Linked DNA regions of Mus musculus: regions 1 and 3 are each linked to region 2. A link is a contact called in public Hi-C and HiChIP or PLAC-seq data. All regions are on one chromosome and are shown on one strand. The core of a region is the stretch at or near the end of the contact, and the rest is flanking DNA. Distances in the headings are between cores, read along the strand shown.

The links. Hi-C and Micro-C count contacts between places; a contact is called where the count stands out from the background. HiChIP or PLAC-seq counts read pairs in DNA pulled down with a chosen protein or histone mark.
Region 1: a contact with region 2 is called in a Hi-C map of female germline stem cells, with 5 times the contacts expected there. The contact joins the promoter of Gata2 here to the promoter of Cnbp in region 2.
Region 3: a contact with region 2 is called in an H3K4me3 HiChIP or PLAC-seq map of embryonic stem cells, with 7 times the contacts expected there. The contact joins the enhancer-like site here to the promoter of Cnbp in region 2. A contact is called at or near these places in 1 of 484 Hi-C or Micro-C datasets (bone marrow-derived macrophages), 6 of 115 datasets of contacts at active chromatin or transcription factors (bone marrow-derived macrophages, embryonic stem cells, large pre-B cells and 1 more) and 1 of 9 other capture datasets (adipose tissue).

What each region holds. Positions count from the first base shown.
Region 1 is chr6:88,197,017-88,200,013 of GRCm38.p6, reverse strand. It overlaps Gata2 (GATA binding protein 2), which reads right to left and starts at 1,350. Exons shown (of 6, transcript NM_008090.5): 1 at 1,133-1,350; 2 at 225-497. The coding sequence starts at 453. Gm38708 (a long non-coding RNA gene) reads left to right here and starts at 2,631. Exons shown (of 4, transcript XR_001785312.2): 1 at 2,631-2,997.
Region 2 is chr6:87,849,833-87,852,890 of GRCm38.p6, reverse strand. Cnbp (cellular nucleic acid binding protein) reads left to right here and starts at 1,785. Exons shown (of 5, transcript NM_001347325.1): 1 at 1,785-1,987. Gm44064 (WAS/WASL-interacting protein family member 2) reads right to left here. Exons shown (of 2, transcript XM_030255689.1): 2 at 578-2,531. The coding sequence ends at 1,653.
Region 3 is chr6:88,122,341-88,125,136 of GRCm38.p6, reverse strand. No RefSeq gene overlaps it. Among named protein-coding and RNA genes, the nearest start is that of Mir6376, 19 kb to the right of the region's middle. Within about 2 kb of position 1,441, at least 50 of the 459 cell types and tissues checked have an H3K27ac peak or open chromatin away from gene starts, as enhancers often do. A contact at or near this core is called in bone marrow-derived macrophages and embryonic stem cells, where this site is marked.

The DNA.
Region 1 (2,997 bases), core at 101-2,600, 350 kb before region 2:
GGATTCCCCCACCCCCACCCCCGCCAAGACACTTGGAAATGGACCGAAACCCTACAGGTCCCAGACCCTCCCTAAGAAGTCCCTGCCTCCATCTTCTTAGGCCCGATTTCGCAGCTGCTCAGATTCCTGTGGATCCCACATCCGGGAAGCAGCAACAGGCCGTCCCCCCTCCAAGGCCTGGCCCGGGCGCCAGGCTTCCAGAAACCTCGGGGGCCAAAGCTCACCATGCGCCGGGCTGTAGGAAACGCGCGCGCGCGCGTGGGCCGGGTTGGCGTAGTAAGGGTTGCCCTGCGAGTCGAGATGGTTGAAGAAGACATCCACCTCGTCGGGAGGCAGCAGCTGTGCTGGCTCCATGTAGTTATGCGCCAGGCCCGGATGGTGCGAGTCGGGGTGCTGCGCATTCAATACGGCGGGGTGCGCCATCCAGCGAGGCTGCTCAGGCGCCACCTCCATGGTCCACTACTGTGTCTTGGGAACCAGGCGAAGGTGGGGCGGCCCTGGATAACAGAGGGAATGTGAAGGACACTGCCGCCTTCTGACACCCCCATTCCCAAAGTCTGTGTCTTGAGAGCAAAGACGTTCCATCGGAGCTTCACTGAGGACCAGTCCCGGGTGGAAGGAAAGCGCAAGGTTTAAAACGAAAGGAAGGTGAAGGAAGGGGTTCAGCCTCATACACTTGCAGGGAAACTCGCGTTCCCACAGACGCAACTCCACATACACGAGGTCACACACACGGATAGGTCCTGACATCGGTGACCCCCCCAAAACGCACGCGGAACTGAAATCAGGTTCTCACACCGTGCCCCTGTCCTCTGGGCACACAAACACATAAACTCTGACTAAAAGTTAGAGACAGTTGCCTAGACATCCACTCTGGGGCACACGCTCTCCCACGCCCCCGTAACACTTTGACAATATATACACAAACTAACCCCCAACACCCCGGGCCACCCCAAAAAACGCACCCGCAGTTCCTGGGGCTGCGAGCCGGTCCCCAATGCACTCTCTAGCAGTCAGCCAACCTCTCCCCAAAGCATAAGAACGTAATCGCCCACAGGAGATCCTGGTCTGAGCTCCACAGAGATCCCTCCAACCTAGGAATGTCCACAAGCCCCCTGAACCTCAAACTTACACTCGCAGCGGCGCGGGAAGGGGAGGGCTCAGCAGTAGAGAGTAAGAGACACCAGGAGAGCCCGGGTACGGCGGGCCCAGCGACAGCGCGTTCCAGGGCCGGCGGATTCACGGGATAGGGGTGGGGGACAGCGCGCGTCTCGGCCTCCGGCCCGCCCGGCTCCGGCCCCTCTGCATCCTCCGGCCGCCCTGGCGCCAGCTGCCGACTCCTGCACAGACGTGAAGCGGGGGCCGCGCACGCCTATGAAGCCGGCGCCAGCCAATCAGCGCCGCGCGCCGCCCAGCCTCCGCCCCCCCATTGGCTGCTCCCGCCGCTTTGGCCGCTGGACTTCGGGAATGACCCGCAAGCTGGCCTCCTAGGCTGCCTGGCCCCCTACCAGCGCCCTCTCTGCGGCCTCTGATGCCAACGCCCCCCCCCCCCAGGGGACCTTCGCCGTGGGCAGACCCTGCACCCCTCCGGCAGACGCTCAGGTCTTCCAACCTCTGCCCTCCCAGCAACTAGGCACGAATAGGGTCCCTGACTTCCCAGGAGCCGAGACGTGCACCTTCTGGGTATCTCTCTGCTGGGACCACAGCTTTCTACTCTCGGGCGGAGCCCCACCTCCACTGCTACGGACGACGGCCAGCCCAAATCCAACTGACTCCCCAAACTCTCTGTCCTTCTATCAGGGATAGCTGTGCAAGAGGCTGGTAGGATCCGCTGGACAACATGAGTCTAGGGATTGTGGACTTCTCTAGGGCACCCGAACTTTGAGCACTAAGACACTTGAGGCTGTGCTAGACCAATAATGGTCGCGGTCAAGCCAGTGGCCCAGGGAGGGGGAAGGGCTCCGGGCGGGGCCTTAGTAGACCACCAGGCTGAACTGCCTGGGGCGAGGCCGTGGAGCGGGAAACTGGCGCCAGAGTCGGCTGAAGGGAGACTCCCGGGGTATTAACCATATATATTTTTTCTTTCTAAGGGTCCCCGAGACGGTCTTTAGGGAGAGGGAAGCAATGTTGTGAGCACTTTTTCCCCAAAGTCACCTGGAGTTTTTCTCCACAACACCTCCATTCTGGAGAGACAAGTGAGTTCAGTGGCGAGTATACAAACCTAGCTCCCTCCCTGGCTATAGATGGGAGACCTAAACTCCAAGAGTCCAGAAAGAAGCTTGTGAGTCCAAGACTTTTAGGGGAATCTAGACAGGTGCGATGGATTGGCCAAGCTTGGAGCCCTCCACATAGCTCCTCTATCTTTGCAGGGACCGAAACCCCTAAAGAATAATTCCAGAGGAGTCCCAGGTTGGTCCCGAGCTGGGGAAAGGCTGGGGTCCCCGCCGCCCCCAAGGATGGGGGAGGGGCGGCAGGATTGACAGTCCGTAATTGGGTAACTGGAGGCGGCTTCTCCGGCCCGGCGGCCCCGCCACCGCGACGCCGGGCCCCTGACGTCACCCGATTCGCCAGGAAATGAACTTTTTAATAATCCAAGGAGGGTGGAAAGCCCTCGGTCCCCTCGGCTCGGGGGGCGCCCAGCCAGGAGGGCTCAGCTTCTCGGGCGCGCCCCCGTCACCCCCTCCCAGGTCCTCTGCGGACAGCGCTGAGGGGGCGCGCGCACGGCAGGGCCTCCTCTGGCCTCTGCGGCTGGCGTCCATCTGTCTGTCCGAGGCCCTGGAACAGGTAAAGGCCTGGGGCCCGGGGTGCAGAACTCCACTGGACCGGAAACCCGCGCCTCTTGCTCCCTGGCGCGGGGGGGGGGGGGTCCTGCTGTCCGCTGTATTCCCCGCGCCTCTGTGCTCCAGAGCCATCAGGGGCCCAGGAGGCTCGGGAGTCCGCGCCCAGCCGAGGCGGGAGGTCTAGCAAGAGGGATCCAGGGGCTAGAGGGGCGCGAGA
Region 2 (3,058 bases), core at 536-3,035:
GGCCTAAAAGAAAGATCAAACAGTTTATGTGTGATTGTGCTTAAAATGGTAAATTAGGAACAAGTCAAAAAATTATTAATTTAGACTGGTATGATGTCATGCACCTTTAATTCTAGTAGAAAGAGGTAAAGGCAGGCAGATATCTTTGAGTTCGAGGCCAGGCAAGACTACATAGTGAGATCCTGTCTTAAAAGCAAAAAGCAGTTTAGGGTTCTCGTGTTTTGAAGCAGTAGGGGCTTCATATATAGCTTTGCCTTATACATACTCACTGCTAGAATTTATGAAGATGCTGCTTGTCTGCAGTTGCTTTATCTGCAACGCTCTGTGAGTTCAAGATCAGCATGGTCTATGAGTAGTGAGTTGCAGGATGGCCAGGGCCATGTAGAGACCCTGCCTCAAACAACGAGAACAACAACAAAGATTTATGTGTATGTGGCTGGGTATATTTATGTGCACCTCCTAAGTTAGAGGACATTAGATCCTCTGGACCTGGAGTTATATGTAGTTGTTAGTAGGATATAGGTGTTGGGAACTGAATTCTGGTTCTCTTCAATAGCAGCATGTGTTGTTGCTGGTGTTTTTTTTTTTTTTTTGTTTTTTGTTTTTGTTTTTTTTTGCTTATTTTGAGACTGGGTCTGACTATGGTTGAACATTTTGTTCTTCTGTTGAAATGGAATCTAGAGTCTTGTGCGAGACAAATGCTCTTCTAAACCATATCTACAGCCCAAAGGTCTTACTATGTAGCTATGGCTGACCTGGGACTTGTTATGTAGATTAGATGAACTTGGACTGACAAGAGATCCTACTGCCTCTACTTCTCAAGTGCAAGCGACTAAAGGTATGCACCACCACGCCTGGCTGCTCTCAACTTCTAAGTCATTTCTGCAGGCCCATGTGTAAGTTTAAAGAGTAAGTCGCTAGCGGAAACTAAAATCTAGACAAATTTTAGTACTTTTTAGAACTCAAGAGACTTGAGATTTCCAGATTCTTCATGTTTGTATTAAAAAAATCATTAAAACGGGACAGAGTTCTAGAATGCTTTAGTTTATATAGAAATTGTCTTCAGGGTGTGTGGTAACGCTAGGGAATCAAACCCAGGACTTACAGGAAAAATTTATCTTCTGCTTTGAGGACCTATGACTACACACACAATCTATTTTGGAGACACCATGAAATGCAAACGACGGTCACTCCTGAATGGGGCAGCCCAGGCAATAACTTTCTTGGCCTCCTCTCATCCACAAATCCTAGGGATGTCATTCATTATGGGTCACAAGAAGTGTTGTGACACAAATCACCTGTCACCATCTTCAACCTCATTAGGCATTTTCATTTGGGGCTATTGCAAGCCAGGGGCACTAGCAGCGCGCTGTCGGTTTATACCCAGGAAACACAAAACCCAAACGCATCTCATGGACCGTAACGGTAGCCACAGCCGCTTCTATGATCAGGCCACTAAGACCTTCCCCCAAACCTAAGTGTGTGTGTATTGGAACCTGGTCTGCTTCTGAGCCCCACCAGGCTTAGGGGAGGCCGGGCAGGGGGAGATTGGCTCCCGCAAGCTGCGACCACTGCCCGGATCAGCCCCGTAGGCTGGAGAGAACCAGCAAAGGTTCGAGGGACGAACTGCTAGTAGGAAAGCAGCGAACCACTCATCGTAGACACGGAACCCAGGTACGGGCGGGAAGGCCGCGAGCGCTGCGGGCCGGAAGAGGCTGGGCGTGGAGCAGTCCGCCCCGCCCCTGCCGCCCTCGCGCGAGGCCGCGCTCCCAGCGGGCGATTCTGATTGGCTGGCCTGGCTTCCTGCGCTGATTGGATCCGTGGGCGAGGCGGAGGAGAGCCGTGCGCAGCGGCGTGTGTGGGGCCGTGTGCAGACCCGCGTGTGGCGCAGGCAAGGACCCTGAAAATAAACAGCCGCTGCTTTGCGAGTCGCCTTCTTGGTTCTTCGTCCGAGTCTCCTCCGCTGTGGGCAGCTCAGACGCCGAAGGTGAGAGGCGAGGGTGTAGCCTGCGCAACGGAGGTGGCGGGGTTGGTGCGGCCGAGACGGACGGAGGGCCGGAACTGCGAGGCGCGATGGCGGCCGCACCTCGGCCTGCGCCCTGCTGCGTCAGGCGCGGGGCTCGGCCCGAGCGGCGTCTCGGCTCCAGTTTCTGGCCCGCCGTACTGTGGCGGGCGTCCTGTCCGTCCTGCGGCGCTGGCACTAGGGCTGGAGCGTGGGGCCCTCTCTTGGCCCCGAGGGCCACGCAGGCCTCATCCGTGTGGCGACGAGGCCCGGCGCCCTTGGGGCCGAGGCGAGGAGAGTCGCGCGCGGGCCTAGCGCCGAGGGCCAGTGTGGCGGGAACTCCTGGAACGGGGCGGTGTGGCGGGGGCGAGAGCCTGGTCGAGGTGGAGGTCCCCAGGCCGAGCGCCCGGTGGAGGCCTGGCGGGCCATGTGCCAGCGGCTGCGGGGCCTCAGGACCTGGCCTGTGACGAAGCCCGCGCACGCCGCTGTAAGGCTTGGGAGTCTGGATTCGGTTCTCTGTACTGGCGACCTTTATTCAAACTCCTGATTTCTTGTAGTTCGTATTCTTAAGCAGCTTATTCGACATCGTTAGTCAAAAGAAACCACCTTTCCCTGGATCGATGAGAGTCAAGTCTTAGGTCCCTCACCCCCCCCCCCCCTTTTTTTTTTTAATGGAGCGGGAACCGGGTGGATAGGACCCGTAGGTTGTCAGGCCTTTAAGGCCATCAGGGTGGCAGAAGTCCTTGCCAATATTTCTCGGATTAAATGGATATAAATTACAAGAAAGCCTCGGAAGTAGAGTTGGCAAAGATCAATCTAGATTTTTCATTACCGTGAAAACCTGTTTTAGGACGGTTTAATCGTTCTCACTTGGGTTTAGGTGTTGATTTTATAGGTGAAGCCTTTTGCCTGTTGCCACATGTCAAGCACATGGCCTCGGCCACCAGGCACTTTCAGAGGAAGTGACTACATCTGGGGTGGGGGTGGGGGTCTTGGAAAAGGAGACATTGCACAGCAATCGGCTGGTTAGGTTTTTGCAATATTCTTGAAGACACA
Region 3 (2,796 bases), core at 192-2,691, 270 kb before region 2:
TGGAAAGCAGACCTAACCATGTCCGTCTCAGAGGGGGGGACATTTTGGAACCTCTCCAATTGTTCCAGGTTACAAGCATAGTGGCAGAGCAGGGCAGGGCGCACTTGGGGCATCAGAAGCCGGTGCATAATTTTTCCTCGGTTTCCATAACAAGAAACTGTAAGGCTGTCTCCCATCTACTTGATGGCTGCCCTGGCTTTTCCATGTCACTTCTCTTCTGGCAAACAAAGATGGCTGTTGCTACATTCTCTGCAGTGCCTCACGTGCTCAGGACAGTTCAGAGTAGGTGTGGACGAATGAATGTGGAAAGAATTTACCTTCGGGCTCTCAGGATGGCTGTGTAGCTTCAAGGGGCTGCTGGGCAGCCTTGTGCATGGGGAGCAGGGCATGCTGGGAAGCAGGTGGAGCATAAGGTGGGGGTGGGGAAGCCATGGCTTCCCTCTAGCACTGTGAGGTCCCAGGGAGGGAGAGTTAGGGGATCGGTCTGAGATGACTCATGAGAGATATAGCTTTACTTTCAGAAGGACTTGGGTTTGGATTCTCTCTTGCCCTTGAGTTCCTGTCAAAGTCACTGCACATACTTCTGGGGGCAGTGTGATGCTAGGAGCGGAAGCCAAGGTCTCACCCGTGCGTGCTTCGTGAGCTAACCTATGAGGCTATTACACTTTCTAGGCAGCACCACTGATCTGGATGCAGTTTGTCTTGGTCTCCACTGTTTAGCCTGTTAGAAGGCTCTCTGTCTCTTAGAGGGAAGGGCTGGGACTGATCTCAGAGCTTTCTAAGTCCCTTTGCCAAACAGGGGTTCCTGGTCCCCAAAAGGGGCTGTGGTTCTGCTTACTGGCCCTGCAGACTCTCAGAGCCAGCGAACAGAAGGAAGTGGAGTCAGGTAAAAGTCTCTTTGTAGAACCACACCCCTGACTACTGATCAGGGGCCTGAGGCTGGCCTGGACAGGGAACGCCAGGTCTGCAGCAGAGTCTTTTTCCTGAGCAGTGGCTGCCCCCATGAGGGCGAAGGTAGAAGCTGTGTGCAGAAAAGCTGATGGGAGAGGCGGTGCCATCAACTGAGCAAGAAAGGGGCGGTTTCTGGGCGGCAAGGAAGCCTGGAGTTCTAAGACCCATCAGGATGTGTGGCCCAGGGATTCCCGGGGAGATGAAGTAGGCGTAGCCAGGCTGCCTGTTTGAGGGTGGTCTATGGGGAATGTGGGAGGAGGCAGGGTCAGGACCCTCCAGAGAAACTCGGTGTAGGGAACGACCACCCAGGAATGGCAGAAATCAGGAAGACACTTGCAGACAGCAGGCTGCCAAGAAACATAAGCCTTGCAGGCTGTTGTCCCCAGGAAAAGGTAACCCTGCTCAGAACTTTTGACCTGTTCCCTGGAACAGGGACCTGAGCCGGGGCCCCAGGGTAGACAGCAGCACTACATGATGCTGCCACTAGGGGTCCTTCTTGAGCTGCTCCTGCTCCCAGCTGCCCATCCTGCACACGTGAAACTGTGCTTCTCCCAGCCTGAGCATGGAAAAGCTAGTGGCCAAAGTTGGGTCGCCCATCCTGCACAACGTGCTTCTCCCAGCTTGAGCCTGGAAAGGCTAGAGGCCAATGTTGGGTCGCCTGTGATCACCTCGCCACACTCTGGGAAACCATGAGCTTTAAAAATTCACAGTCCAGTCCCCTGGCCCATCTAAGTAGCAGGGTTGCCACTGAAACGTCTGTTCATGCCCTGACCTGACATGACCATAAGACTGACAGCACTTGATTCCCCTTTTCAAAAGCCACCACAGAGCTAAACAGACAACTGCGTAGGAGCACAGCGGTTTCTCTGATGTGACATCAATTTCACAAACATCACGCAATTGTCTAAGCAGAACTGTGGCTCTCTCTGTACTGTCCCCAGACCAAGAGAAGCTGTAAGATTGCAAATCAAAGACCTTTATCATGGGGCTGGGGTATATGTAACCAGAGCTCAGAAGTTTAAGGCCCTGGCATCGTGGCAAGGTCCCTAACTCCCCCCCCCCCAAAAAAAAGGTATTCAAAGTGACAATGAACTGGACACCCCCAACTTCAATTGAGCATCATAACTTAGTGGTACAGCACGCCACAGTGAACCACTCCTGATCAAAGGGCCAATGGACGTCATTCACTTTCCACTGTACAACATGGAGAGCAAAATCGAGGACCACTGCTCGTTCAGGAGAAAAACCCAAATTCATAACTCAAAGCATTTAATTTTTTTACTGGATGCATGTCATTTTAACATCCTAAGACAAACTATTGAAAGTCAGGGACAGCCTGAAATGACATCCTAGTCAGCAGTGGGCACATTAGCCTGCTTGGCGACAGCCATGTCAACTCCCCTGGCTGTTGGAAAACTTTTAGCTATTCAACACTGAAGAGCCAGTTAAATGTGGTTGTGGGAAGGCAGGAGCAGGGGCCACGAGTCCAGCTGCTATCTTCTCTGTGGTGGAAATCCTGCATTGATAACAGAATGGCTTAGAGCTAAGCATAATGTACACACAGACAGACAGACACACATAAATACTTGTGTGTGTGTGTGCACACGCGTGCACGTGTGTAAGTAGGTAATACTCTCACTGTGTGTGTGTGTGTGTCTGTGTGTGTAAGTAGGTAGGTAAGTAGGTAGGTGGGTAGATAGATACAGATAAAACTAGGGCATACTAAATGATATCTTCTGTGACATCATCCTATAGTTTCCAAAAATACCACTATTGGGGACATGGGCAAAGTCCATGTGCACTGGCCTCACTACTGTGCATGAACCTAAGGTGGTCTCAGCCAAG